Linked DNA regions of Gossypium arboreum: region 2 is linked to region 1. A link is a contact called in public Hi-C data. All regions are on one chromosome and are shown on one strand. Each heading gives the region's core, a stretch centred on a gene start, on an enhancer-like site or on the middle of the called end of the contact. The rest is flanking DNA. Distances are from core to core; before and after follow the strand shown.

Region 1 (5,834 bases), core at 1,923-4,422:
CACAGAAGCATATTTTCTTCTAACCTACTGAATTGTTTACATCATAAGTTCTTTGCATTTCTACTACTTTGAGCATACATAGCATATTCAAATTGGAGTCTAAAGTTACAAAACCAAGGAGATAAGTTCTAAACGAAAGTCCTCGATATCCTTAAGAGATTTATTATCTACAAGAGTAAGTTTATAGCTTCTGCAGCTTGAATGAAAGACACGAAATCTCTTCATCAATAAATCCAATGCAGCAGCATTCCAAGCAACGTGAGCAAACAGTAAAGATAGCTATTTGGTGAAATTTAACTGGCCACCATGCAGAGTTGCAAATAGACTGAGTGTTACCTTGCACTTCATTAGAAGGAAGAGGAGCAAAGGGTTGATTATCAAGCTTTTCAATATCTGAGGATGTCCTCCTGGATCTTCTCTTCACCAGAAAGAATGCTACAAGAGCCCCAACAATAAGGATGGATATTACTATTCCTGCTATGCCTCCACCTCCAATCCCTGATTTGCTACCCCCACCAGGCCCACCACTAGAACCACTATCCGATGGGGAACTATTGCTAGCAGATTTGTGATTTCTATTATTTCTAGTGGCAGGAGGGGTACCAGGAGGAGGTGGAGGTGCAGGCCCCAAGCTCCAGGAATTACCATCCTTCCTGTCATGAAGATTATTCAGATTGAAATTGCAAAGGACTTTAATACAAAGAAGTCATGGCACTTGATATTTAAGTCAAATGCTTACTGCAAATTGATGCTTTTCAATTGATCAGGTATCCAGCCAGTAAAACGATTATCGGAGACATACCTGTGAGACATAAAAACGACTATCACAAAGGTTAGTATTACAGGGTCATTTACATTATTTGGAAACAAAAGAATGATAACAGGTCACCCACAGAATGTCAAGGGGAAGATTGGCAAGCACATCAATAGTGCCTGTAAACTGGTTGTTCTGCAAGTACCTGCAAAAGGGAAAAAAGCACATTTCAGGAGATTCCACCATATGCACTTGTTCCACAAAAGATATTTCCTATACTACTTACATAGTGTTCATACTAGTAAGATTCTTAAAACTCTCAGGGAGATCACCAGTCAGAGAATTGAAAGAGAGATCCCTGAAGCAAAGAATAAAGATAACTGTTAGCTCAGTGTTAAATTAACTTAAAGATAGGCATCTACGGAAAACAACATAATCTGAATGGTGGTAGGAAGAACATTTTACAATGTAGAGAGGGAAGAAAGTGGTCCAAACATGTCACTCAATTGGTTCTGCAACTGGTTATGTGCAAGATTTCTGCATTTCCAGAAATAGAAAAGAAAAAAGAGTGCATCAATTTAAATTTCTACAGACCTTGTGTCAACAATTGAATATTTGGAACACTACTTACAGGTATTGAAGAGAATGCATCTGATTTATGGAATAAGGGACACTTCCAGTAAATTGATTAAATGCAAGATTTCTGCAGACAAGTGAACATTATATTATATAAAAATCGTTAAAAAATAAGAAAAGAAACAGAAGAAATAGGAAAGGAAACAAATACAAGTTTGAAACATACAATCGCTGCAAGTTTTGAGGAATATCATATGGTATATCACCTGCAAGATTGTTATTGCTCAAGTCCCTGCAGATTCGATCAAATATCACTATAAATACTACCTTATAGATGTAAGAAAAGAAAACCAATCCACTACTAAAGATTAGATTTCCTACAGTTCCTTCAATGATGTCAAACTTTGAAGGCTGTAACCCATTGACCCGGAAAGTGCGAGATTTGACAGCTTACTGAAAAAAAAAAAAAAAAAAAAGGCAAATAGAAGAATAGTTAGCATCAGCTGATTTAAGATATCTCAAAGGAAAAAAGAAAAAAAAAAAAAAGAAGATTACATTTCAGTGACACGTTGGTCTGAGCAAGTAACACCTTTCCAGGACTGCCCACATGGATCACCATTGTTAGCGGTCCACCCAGTTAGCTGCTGTGGTGAATTTAAACTGCTGAACATAACCCCTAGGGCAGAAGCTGCAAATCAAACATCCAACAAGGAGAGTAGTTTTAATCACAAGTATTAAATTCTTCCACTTCTCGGTTGCAAACGTTCATGGAAACCAATTCATTACAATCACTCATATGGACTACTGTGCTTCCATGCACACAATGTACGTTTAACAAATTTATCTTTCTAGTAAATATATATTTAGCCATCCTTCAAGTGATTACTGACCTAGCTATTAATGAGCAAAATGGTAAGTCAGAAATTTAGCCAAAGCTACAGGAACCGCATCAAAACAGGGAATTTTGACATACAAATACAAGAGCTCTTTTTGGTCTTCATAATGCAGTCTTAACAAATAGTTAATTTGGGCTAATGCTATATCCATGCTTATACTGATGGTAAGGCAAGATAGCCATGAGTCCACAAGCATGGAAAAAAAATTGTATTAACACCCAGCAAGAGAAGTGGGGAGAAAGATTAGCTTGTTCCAGAAAGAAGCACTTCAGAGAAGAGTCAAAAAGATTAGAAATTTCGTCCAGGAATATATATCCTACAAACTTACGAGTAGAATTGAATTCAGAACTGAAATCCTAAACTTCCCATTCTTATCTCCATAATCTAACAAAACCCACCTTTGAAAGCAAGGTGAAAACTTTGCAAATAATAAACAAAACTGACGAAGTTTTAGCAAGAAAAAGGCAATGCAATCAAGTAAGTTCGTTTTAAGCCACAATCACCTAAAAGCAGATAAAGAACCAAAAAAGAAACACCACAGATGATACAGATTCGGCAAGAAAAGGTAGCCATATGCAGAATATAGAAATCTTAAAAAATATGGAGAAAAGGCAAAGGGAAAGTAACACAAACCATCTCCTTGATCTGTAGCAGCATTTGCACATCCCAAAATGCAGACTGTAAGCAGCACCAAAACCAAACCTTTTCTCCAAATTTCTGCCATCTCTCTCCAAAATGCTCACTTACCAGTTCCCACTAACCAGAAATGATTTTGGGTTTATGCTTACTCTTCGTTCCTTTTTTTTTTTCTAAATGATAATCTTTATTTTTTTTAACTCTAAAGAATTTATATTTATTTAGCCACTATAACTAAGTAAAAGCTAGCAGACACGACTTAACCAGTAGAATCCAAATCCCACAAAAGTTAAATATTTTTACATTGAACGGCCCTTGTCTATAACACGAATTACCATTTTTAATTCAATAAATGTTACATAAAATAATTTTTAATCAATAATTAAATAATTCTTAATTTGTTTCCTTACTTATCAATTAAATTAACTTTTTTACATATATAAACATCACAAATTCCTTTCCTTTTCTTTTCTTTTTTATAATTTGTTTCTTTTAATGTAACTTGCACTGATAAGAAAATGAAAATGCAAGGAGTCGCTTACACTTTTAGTAGGTGTATCTAGCTTTGATAATTGTCATTTCTTTCATTTAAAATGCTACCACTGCTTTGATTCATATGCCACTGCTAAAATTTTCCAATAATAAAATAGCATTCCTAACTTTCACAAGGCTTATATGTTTTTGTTTTTAAAATTTACATTATTATATTTTAGAATATGACAGTTTAAGGTTGCGCCATATTATTACATAAAAATTTAAATTTTTTTAAATTTAGATGATAATATGATATAACTTAGATTAAATATTACTTTTATCTTTTTGTAATCATTATACCATTACTACCCATTGATTTTTGGGGTTTCAAAACCACTCCATTGTCTTGCTTTTTGTTTTTGACAGATGTAAATTATGTGATCATAATTTTCGCATAGTTTCAGTTTAGAGCGTCAATTTCGGCTTAGATTCTTAAGCAATGAAAGGGTTGATAGGCTTTTGGGTTTCAGGCTGACGACTAGACTGTGACATTTTGAAAGGAGTGAGTAGCACTGTCAGACCCAAACTTGTTTGCATCTGCAATGGAAAATTACAGGCTTACAATCCGTGATTCCACCGCCAAATGTTCGACTTTTTATTTTTCCTTTTTAAAATCATTTTAACATTTGTGTTATAGAGAGTATTAACAGTAAAAGTAGCATAAATTTTCTTATAGTATATTTTAATTTTATTAAAAAAATTAAAATAATTAATTTTATAGATGAGTGAATAAAATAGTGCTTATGTTAAAATTTGATGTTTATATAAAGTATAATAATAAATTTAGCCATCAACCTTTACATATTTATTCAATTTAATTCATATTCTTTTATTAAAATTAAAATTTTGAACTAATAAGGCTAAATAGTAAAAAGGCCTTAGTAATAAATTAAAATTAATCAATTCAGCCCTTTTAAAATTTAAATATTATTTAAAAATCATAAAATTATAAAAATTTATAAAAATTATAAAAATTTAAAATTATAAATTTTTGTTAAAAATAATAATACCAACCCAATAAAAGAGTAGGGTCAATTTTTTAAAATACTATAACCATTAGATTTTAATGGGTTGAAATTGTTATTTTAATATAAGTTTTATAATTTTATAATTTTATAATTTTTATGATTTTAATAATTTTTAAATTTAAATGGGCTTAATTGATTTTTTAATTTGTTATTAATGCCTTTTGACCTTTAGCCTTATTAGTTTCAAAAATTTCTAATTTACTTCAAAAAAGAATAGGGTTGTAACACGAGGTTTGTGCAAGTATACACAATCATTATCAAGTAATAAGTAAGTATTGAGTTATTATCTCCACAGATATTGTATTTGTGTTAAATCACTTGATTGTAAAATTATTCTTAACAATTTGGTAAATAAAAACACAATATGGTTGAGAAGTGATAATTAAAATTAAATATATTAAACTAAATGCAATGATCCTTAATGCAAATTATCCTAAGTATGCAAACTATACGAATGGGATAGATTTTAGCAAGATTAAACACAATTTGCAACAATTATAACATAAATAAACTAGGACAATTACTTTAATTAAACTCAATTTATTATCAACATGCTTAATAACATTCGGAAAAATATTCCATGGAATCTCGATCTTTCATGAGTTTGAAAACCACATTAGGTCCTTTCGGAATCCTTTACTTAGTAAATATGCATTTTACTGATCCATATTTACTAGGGGTTTCTTAGCATTCGTGAGAGGTAACAGGAACATGTTAGGTTTGAAACAATTTAATCACACAAATCTAAAAACTATGTAGATAATAGAGCTTGGTTAGAGTTGTTATGTGACCTGTAATTTAATAGGGTTAGGATCTAAATTGAGCATGCACATTTCAATTATGTGTCCACTTGCAGTCGTCTGGTTAGGATCACTCAACTAATTCAGATGCATTTCAATCACGTATGAACGAAATGCAGACTTGATTTTAATTAAAAACATGATTGATTGAGGCACAAACATTATAAGCATGAATTAAATAAATATTATTTAATCAAAGCAATCATCCTAGCTTAAATAAAATTAAGCTAACATTGTTGTAAACAAGAACAAAGAACACATAGCAAACATTTTCATATTAAATTAAAGAAAAGAAAGATTAAACCCAAATTAGAGTGGCTGTCACCCAAGACTCTGACTGATGAGGCTCCTTCACTCATTAGCTTTGCTCCTTTGGTAATGGCTCTCCAAGGTGGCCGACCAAAGGCTTTTTAAGAGGCTTAATTGCTAAAATCTCTATGAAGAGATGATGCTAAGTGTGGGGAATGGAAAATGCTAAAAAGAATTGAGAGAGAAGAGAACGATGAGGGATAATGGATGAGGGATCAAATGAGGTCTTATTTATAGGTGAAGAAAGGAGGTTAGTTTGCTAAAAATAGAGAGGTTTAGTCTCTTCAAGCTTTTCCAATGA
Region 2 (5,834 bases), core at 2,285-4,784, 100 kb after region 1:
ACCGACCAATCCAATTCGAATAACACTACAGATTAGTTTTTACTCTTAGTAATTTTGCATGCTAAGATTAGGCATAGTTAATGCATCTTGTATCACAGTAATACTTGCATTTTTTATTATTTTTATTATTTAGCAAAAAGTTATTCCATTTAATTAATCAGTAATTATTATTAAATATAATTAAAATATATAAAATATTAGCAATAAGTGTTTGGTGCAATGGTAAAGGCACGTTGCATTTTGAAGGAAAAAACGTATGTTCAAATCTTAGAGACGACATTACTAAAAGGACAATTATGAATCCCAAACATAAACAATAAAATAGACATAAAGAATATTAAAAGAATACATAATATATTTTAAAAGCTAACAAAAAAAGGACATAAATATGCACACATATATATTAATCAAATAAATTTATAATTAATTTGAAGGGATCATTAAATTGTATATTTCTATTTGTATGATTCTAACCTACACTTATGCATTAGGTTGATTATTTGTTTGTGTTAAATTACGAATACAAAATTGAAAGTTATAATATGCTCTAAGTTAATATTCACTTCGTACATTTATAATTTAGTTCCCCACTTTAATTTTTAGAAATTTAATTCTTCTATTTTTCATATTTAAAAATTCAAGTCTAGTAATTACCACCATTAAATTTCTTCTATTAATTTTTTAGAGTGAGAATTTGAAATTTTATTAAAAAATCAATAACGTTAAAAATGCTAATTAGGATTGTTTTTAAGAAAAACACTCATTTGAACTCGCCATGATAATATAATTCTTTCTATTGAAATAGTGTTCTTAAGAAAATTAACATTACCATTTTGATTGAAATACTTAATAACTATTCAGACTAACTAATGACATTATAAAGTGAAGAAACCAAATTATGTTAAAATTTTAAATAATAGATTTAATATTATTTTTAAGCATAGACTAAGAGCTAAAATTTAAATTTGATCATTGTTTTATAATGTAAAAAAGAAAAAGCAACACAAACCTAATAGAAATGGAAAGCTACTTGACATTGTCTAAGACTAGTAAATATTCAATTATGTATAACCACGTAATATTTTAATAAAAAATTAATGATGTTAAATATTTAAGTTAATTAATAACATAATAAATATATAGGAACCATATTATGTTTACTATAAGATAATAGTAAAATTGCAGTCTTGATCTCTTTACTATGCTCATGTTTGAGATTTAGTCTTTGTATTTTAATCGATATAATTTGGTCCTCTATTTTTATCTTTGGCATTAGTTAGCCCAAACAACTAAAATTCTTAACTATTCCGATTTAAAATGATGACATAAATTTATTTTTAGAACAACTTTCTAATACAAAAGTAATATTTTTATGCATGAAGTTGAAATGAGTATTTTAATAAAAAATTGTAATTAATATTTTAACCGAAATAATTAATGGTACAAAACTATTTCGACTAACTATGATATCATGTATGTATAAGAATCAAATTATATAGAATTAAAGTATATATATTAAATCTTGAATTTAAACATTAGAGATCAAAATCAAACATTAGAGATCAAAATCATAATTTGATCTAAAACAATCTATATGTTCACTTGAAAGGAAAATGAGAATAACAAACTAATAGGTTAATGTTAGAATTGTCCTTGAACTTTCATTCAATGTATAATGTGGTATTTAAAAAAAAAAAAAAAGAAAAGAAAAGGAAAATCTAATATCGTACCTATATTATGTTGCCATGGATCAATGTACCCCAAAGCTTTAACATTGTTTAATTTACACACAGACTCGACAAACAACGAATAAATGAATGAGAGATGTTATATAATTGGTTTTGGATTTTGATTATAATTCTTTTCCCTTAAATTTTCGACAAAAAAGTTTTATTTGTTTTCAATTTTTGTTTGTTTCTTAAAAAAAGTAAAACAAAATAAAATTATTAAATTTAATTATGTAAAATTATATTTAAAACCCAAAACAAATTGTATAATGACACATAGTATTCTTTTATGTAATGTTGCCAAGTAAATGTGTAAATTAAACTATGTTAAGAATTTGGGGTAGATCTGTTTATGGATTGAGCCATTTGGTCTATAAGCTTGTTTAAAAAGTGAAAGAGTTTGGATAAAAATATTGGCCCGAAAAATGAGTTTAGGCAAAAAAAAAAACTTATTTAGAAAACGGATCAAACCTCAAGTAAGGTTTTTTTAGATCTAAGCTCGGCCTGATCTGAATTTGCAAAAAGAAAAAATATGTTGTTTTCTCACTATTTTGTTGACATTTCACTATTATGTTACTATTTTGTTGTTATTATCTAAATATTGTATAACTCTTATTTTATTGTTAATTTTGCTACTATTTTAATATTATTTAAGTATAAAGTTTTTAAAATTTAATTTTAATTTATTGAGAAACATTTATTTTAATTTTTAATATTTTTAATGTATTATATATATTTTTAAAATTAAAAAAATTAATATGGGTGGGTCGATCAAGGCTCGAGTTTTAACATTTTTATCCGCATCGGGCTTGGGAAAAAATTTAAGCTCATTTTTCGGGTTGAAAACAAAAAAATTTGTCAATATCTGACTCGACCCATGAATAGGTCTACTTTGAGGTACACTGGTACATGATAGAATAGTACAGGGACCATATTAGGTATTTTCCTCGTAAAGGTACCAAATTAGACATTAGAGGGAAGTTTAGGGGTCAACTGTAACGTTAACCCTAACTAATTAACCATAAGCAAAATAAACAGGACCCTTTGAGTTTTGACATGTGAGACACGTGTGTAGTAATGGATATTGGCTTAGAGATCAGATTAGGGTCATGTAAAGTTCCTCCTTCATTATTCCAAAGAGAGCTAAAATTGTTGGTTCTGGTTTGAAATTAAAGCCCGGAGAATCTCTAAAAGAGGCATGAGTTTACGCGTGTTGTTCTTGTTTTTTTTGCAGATACGTGCCTAGAAACTTTTCTAGTTCTTTTATTGATCCCACATCACAGGATATTGTATTCATATTATATTTATATTTTAGGGAATGTATTCATTTATTCGGTTGTAAAATTAAGTGGTTTCCTACTTTTTCATATCTTTTTTATATAATTAATATTTTAATAATTCAATCGTTAAAATATTAGTATGATGAAATGAGGAAGATAATCTTAAGTTTTATCTCGTGGATCCTTGTCCATTTTGTAAATATACTTGGAAGATCTCACTATATTAGAAACATTGCAGTGGAGTTTACAACCGTACTACCATATATCTGAAAAGGGCAACTGCCCAGCAAAGCAAAGATATGGATTCCATCGAAATACCAAGTTCTTCTATAATCTCACAAATAGAAGCGAAGGATTTTATATGAATCGCTTCTACAATTTTAGTATTACATAAGAAAATGGACTTCCAGATGCAATAAAGAAATATTTACTAGCAACTAAAAACCCTAAATGAATCAAATAAGAGGCTAGTAATGAAACACCCAGAGAAGCAGAATTTGCAAAATTACCATACCTTTCATATGAAACCCTTGGCACAAGAGAATTTGGAGTTAAATGCTTGGGTAATTGGCTGCGAAAACCGGATTGCGGTCTTTAAACTGTACAAGAGATGCCGCAGAAAAGGGCGAGTAATGTATTCAACCACTAAGAAGTAGCCTTCGAGGGTCGAGTTGTTCACTACAGTAACTGGAAGGAACAGCTGAAATCTCCTGCCTTCCTTTCCACTCTTCCCCAGGTTTCAAGGTAATGGGCTCCTCCACACAGGCAGCCTCTACACACAGCATATGCATGTACTCATTATCACCAAAATCCGCCATTGCCTTTGCTTTCTTATCCCACGGATTCCACACCACTGAAAATCAATCATTAACTTACACATCTAACCATGATTTACATACATGCTTACCTGATTATGTAAAATGAATCATTAAGTTGCATAGCTCATCTATTTATTACAACTAAAACGAATGCAGGCTGTGTCGTTTGTAATAAATACAATATTATAGTTCAAGTAGAGCTACAAATGGAAAAAATATAAGCCTTCAAACCTTCATTTGTATGGCAGACATATGACTATAGCTCAAGAAGGCATCAAATGAAAGCTTTCTTGAATAAGTACAGAACTAGATGACAATTTTATATTAACATCGCACATGACTCGATTTTTGAAGCCCCCCGACTGTGATGCAAGGGATAACTGGTTGTCTCTCGGTATATACATTTCAGGTCGAATTTTCCTCCACATACCATTTAGAGAAACCTTGCCTCTAGACAGACTGAAAGAACAGAACTATTTTTCAAAGGGAATTCTTAATAGAGGTCGATTTGTTGGAAGGGAAGGATGTCATTGAAAACAATACTGTAAATTGGAAATAAAGTAATAAATAGATTTTTGGTAAAACATAAAGCTGAGTAGATCACCCTACATATGTTATATTTAATTGCTCCAAAAAAAAAGAAAAAGAAAATGTCAACTGATATAACTTCCAAGATGAAGCATGGACAAGAGATTAAATTGTTTTATCTCTAACTATAGTACACTTTCCTTCATAACCTAACTAGATGGCTCTAAATTAATGTGTTAGTGTAATAGTGTATAGAGATTATAAACTCACCAGCATCTGGAAGTCCATACTTTCGCAATTCAAATGTTCGTTTCCTTTCATGGTCCAGGATGGCAATTTTTGTTGGTGTACTGAGGTATACTTTATCCACCTTTTTCATCAACAAGACAGTAGACATAAAACCATAAATATAAATTAGAATTAAAAAGATAGGGAAGGCATACGCTTGCTTATAATAGTTGACACTTACTTCTGATTCAAATGTTATTGCATCCTCTTGTTCTGTGAACCGCTCTCCGTTCTTCAAGTTATCCAAATAATCCAATGTCTCTAGTCCTTCTACTCGTACTTCACTAAATAAAAGTGAATAGAAAAGAATTGTAAAACACAGAATGAGTATGTCCTAGTTCTGTATCACAATAACATCTAGAACAGAGTTTCTACTTTTTCCACTAAAAAAATAAGTTTTTTCATTCCATCTCCAATGTGAACATGTTATCAAAAGGTGCAACAAATAGAACTCGCTTCAAATCATAACTTAATTTTGCTATACAACATTTCAATTTAAAATCAAAATCTGTTGCAATGATATTTATGACATCTAATGAAAAAATAAAGAAAATCCATACATCTAGCTTGTAGAAGACTGTAGCAGGCATGGCTATAAATCATGTGTAAGCTACTAGTGTTCTAAGCACAACTTTGATCTAATATTTATACTACTGTTTTTCACAGTCCTAGATCCTCCCCATGAGGCTATAGGATAAGTTCATCAACAAATGTTCACTGCAGATTGCATCTTACACTGCTTTCAATACCTAAGAAAACAGTATGCATCATTTTAAACCACAAAAGTTCCACAGCTGCTAAAATTACAATGCATATTTAAATGCAGTGATTCTCATAACTAAAACCACAAGATAGTAAAGATAAATATATTCAACCTGATATCAGTGACGAAAAAATAGGTCTGATAGGCAAATCTAAACGTAAATGACTTTCCACCAGTGCTTGTATTTCTGATGCAAGATGTCAACATTAAATCACCTGTAGGTCCCAGAGCTACCCTTAACCGGTACTCATACCTGCACATAATTGCATATCACTTAATCGAATGATAAAACTTCAGTAAGAATCTCATACGCATAGGTAATGCCCTAAATGTACATATACACAGACAGGTGACAACAAATGTAATCAGTCAATCATAGATCCCCATATAACACAATACTAAAGCACATTTAAGATTGGTTTTAAAAATA

What was found. A called contact is a pair of places that touch in the nucleus more often than the background predicts.
Region 2: a contact with region 1 is called in a Hi-C map of leaf, with 2.7 times the contacts expected there. The contact joins the enhancer-like site here to the promoter of LOC108486734 in region 1. A contact is called at or near these places in 2 of 5 Hi-C or Micro-C datasets (both in leaf).

Annotation. Positions count from the first base shown.
Region 1 is chr6:18,102,238-18,108,071 of ASM2569848v2, forward strand. LOC108486734 (protein STRUBBELIG-RECEPTOR FAMILY 6-like) reads right to left here and starts at 3,173. Exons shown (of 16, transcript XM_053030020.1): 1 at 2,860-3,173; 2 at 1,886-2,018; 3 at 1,712-1,783; 4 at 1,557-1,622; 5 at 1,386-1,457; 6 at 1,220-1,291; 7 at 1,041-1,112; 8 at 894-959; 9 at 740-802; 10 at 337-653. The coding sequence starts at 2,950.
Region 2 is chr6:18,203,592-18,209,425 of ASM2569848v2, forward strand. LOC108484633 (putative glucose-6-phosphate 1-epimerase) reads right to left here. Exons shown (of 9, transcript XM_053030228.1): 6 at 5,517-5,657; 7 at 4,823-4,925; 8 at 4,624-4,723; 9 at 3,199-3,779. The coding sequence ends at 3,646. Among protein-coding and RNA genes, the nearest start is that of LOC108484633, 5.5 kb to the right of the region's middle. Within about 2 kb of position 3,535, at least 2 of the 2 cell types and tissues checked have an H3K27ac peak or open chromatin away from gene starts, as enhancers often do. A contact at or near this core is called in leaf, where this site is marked.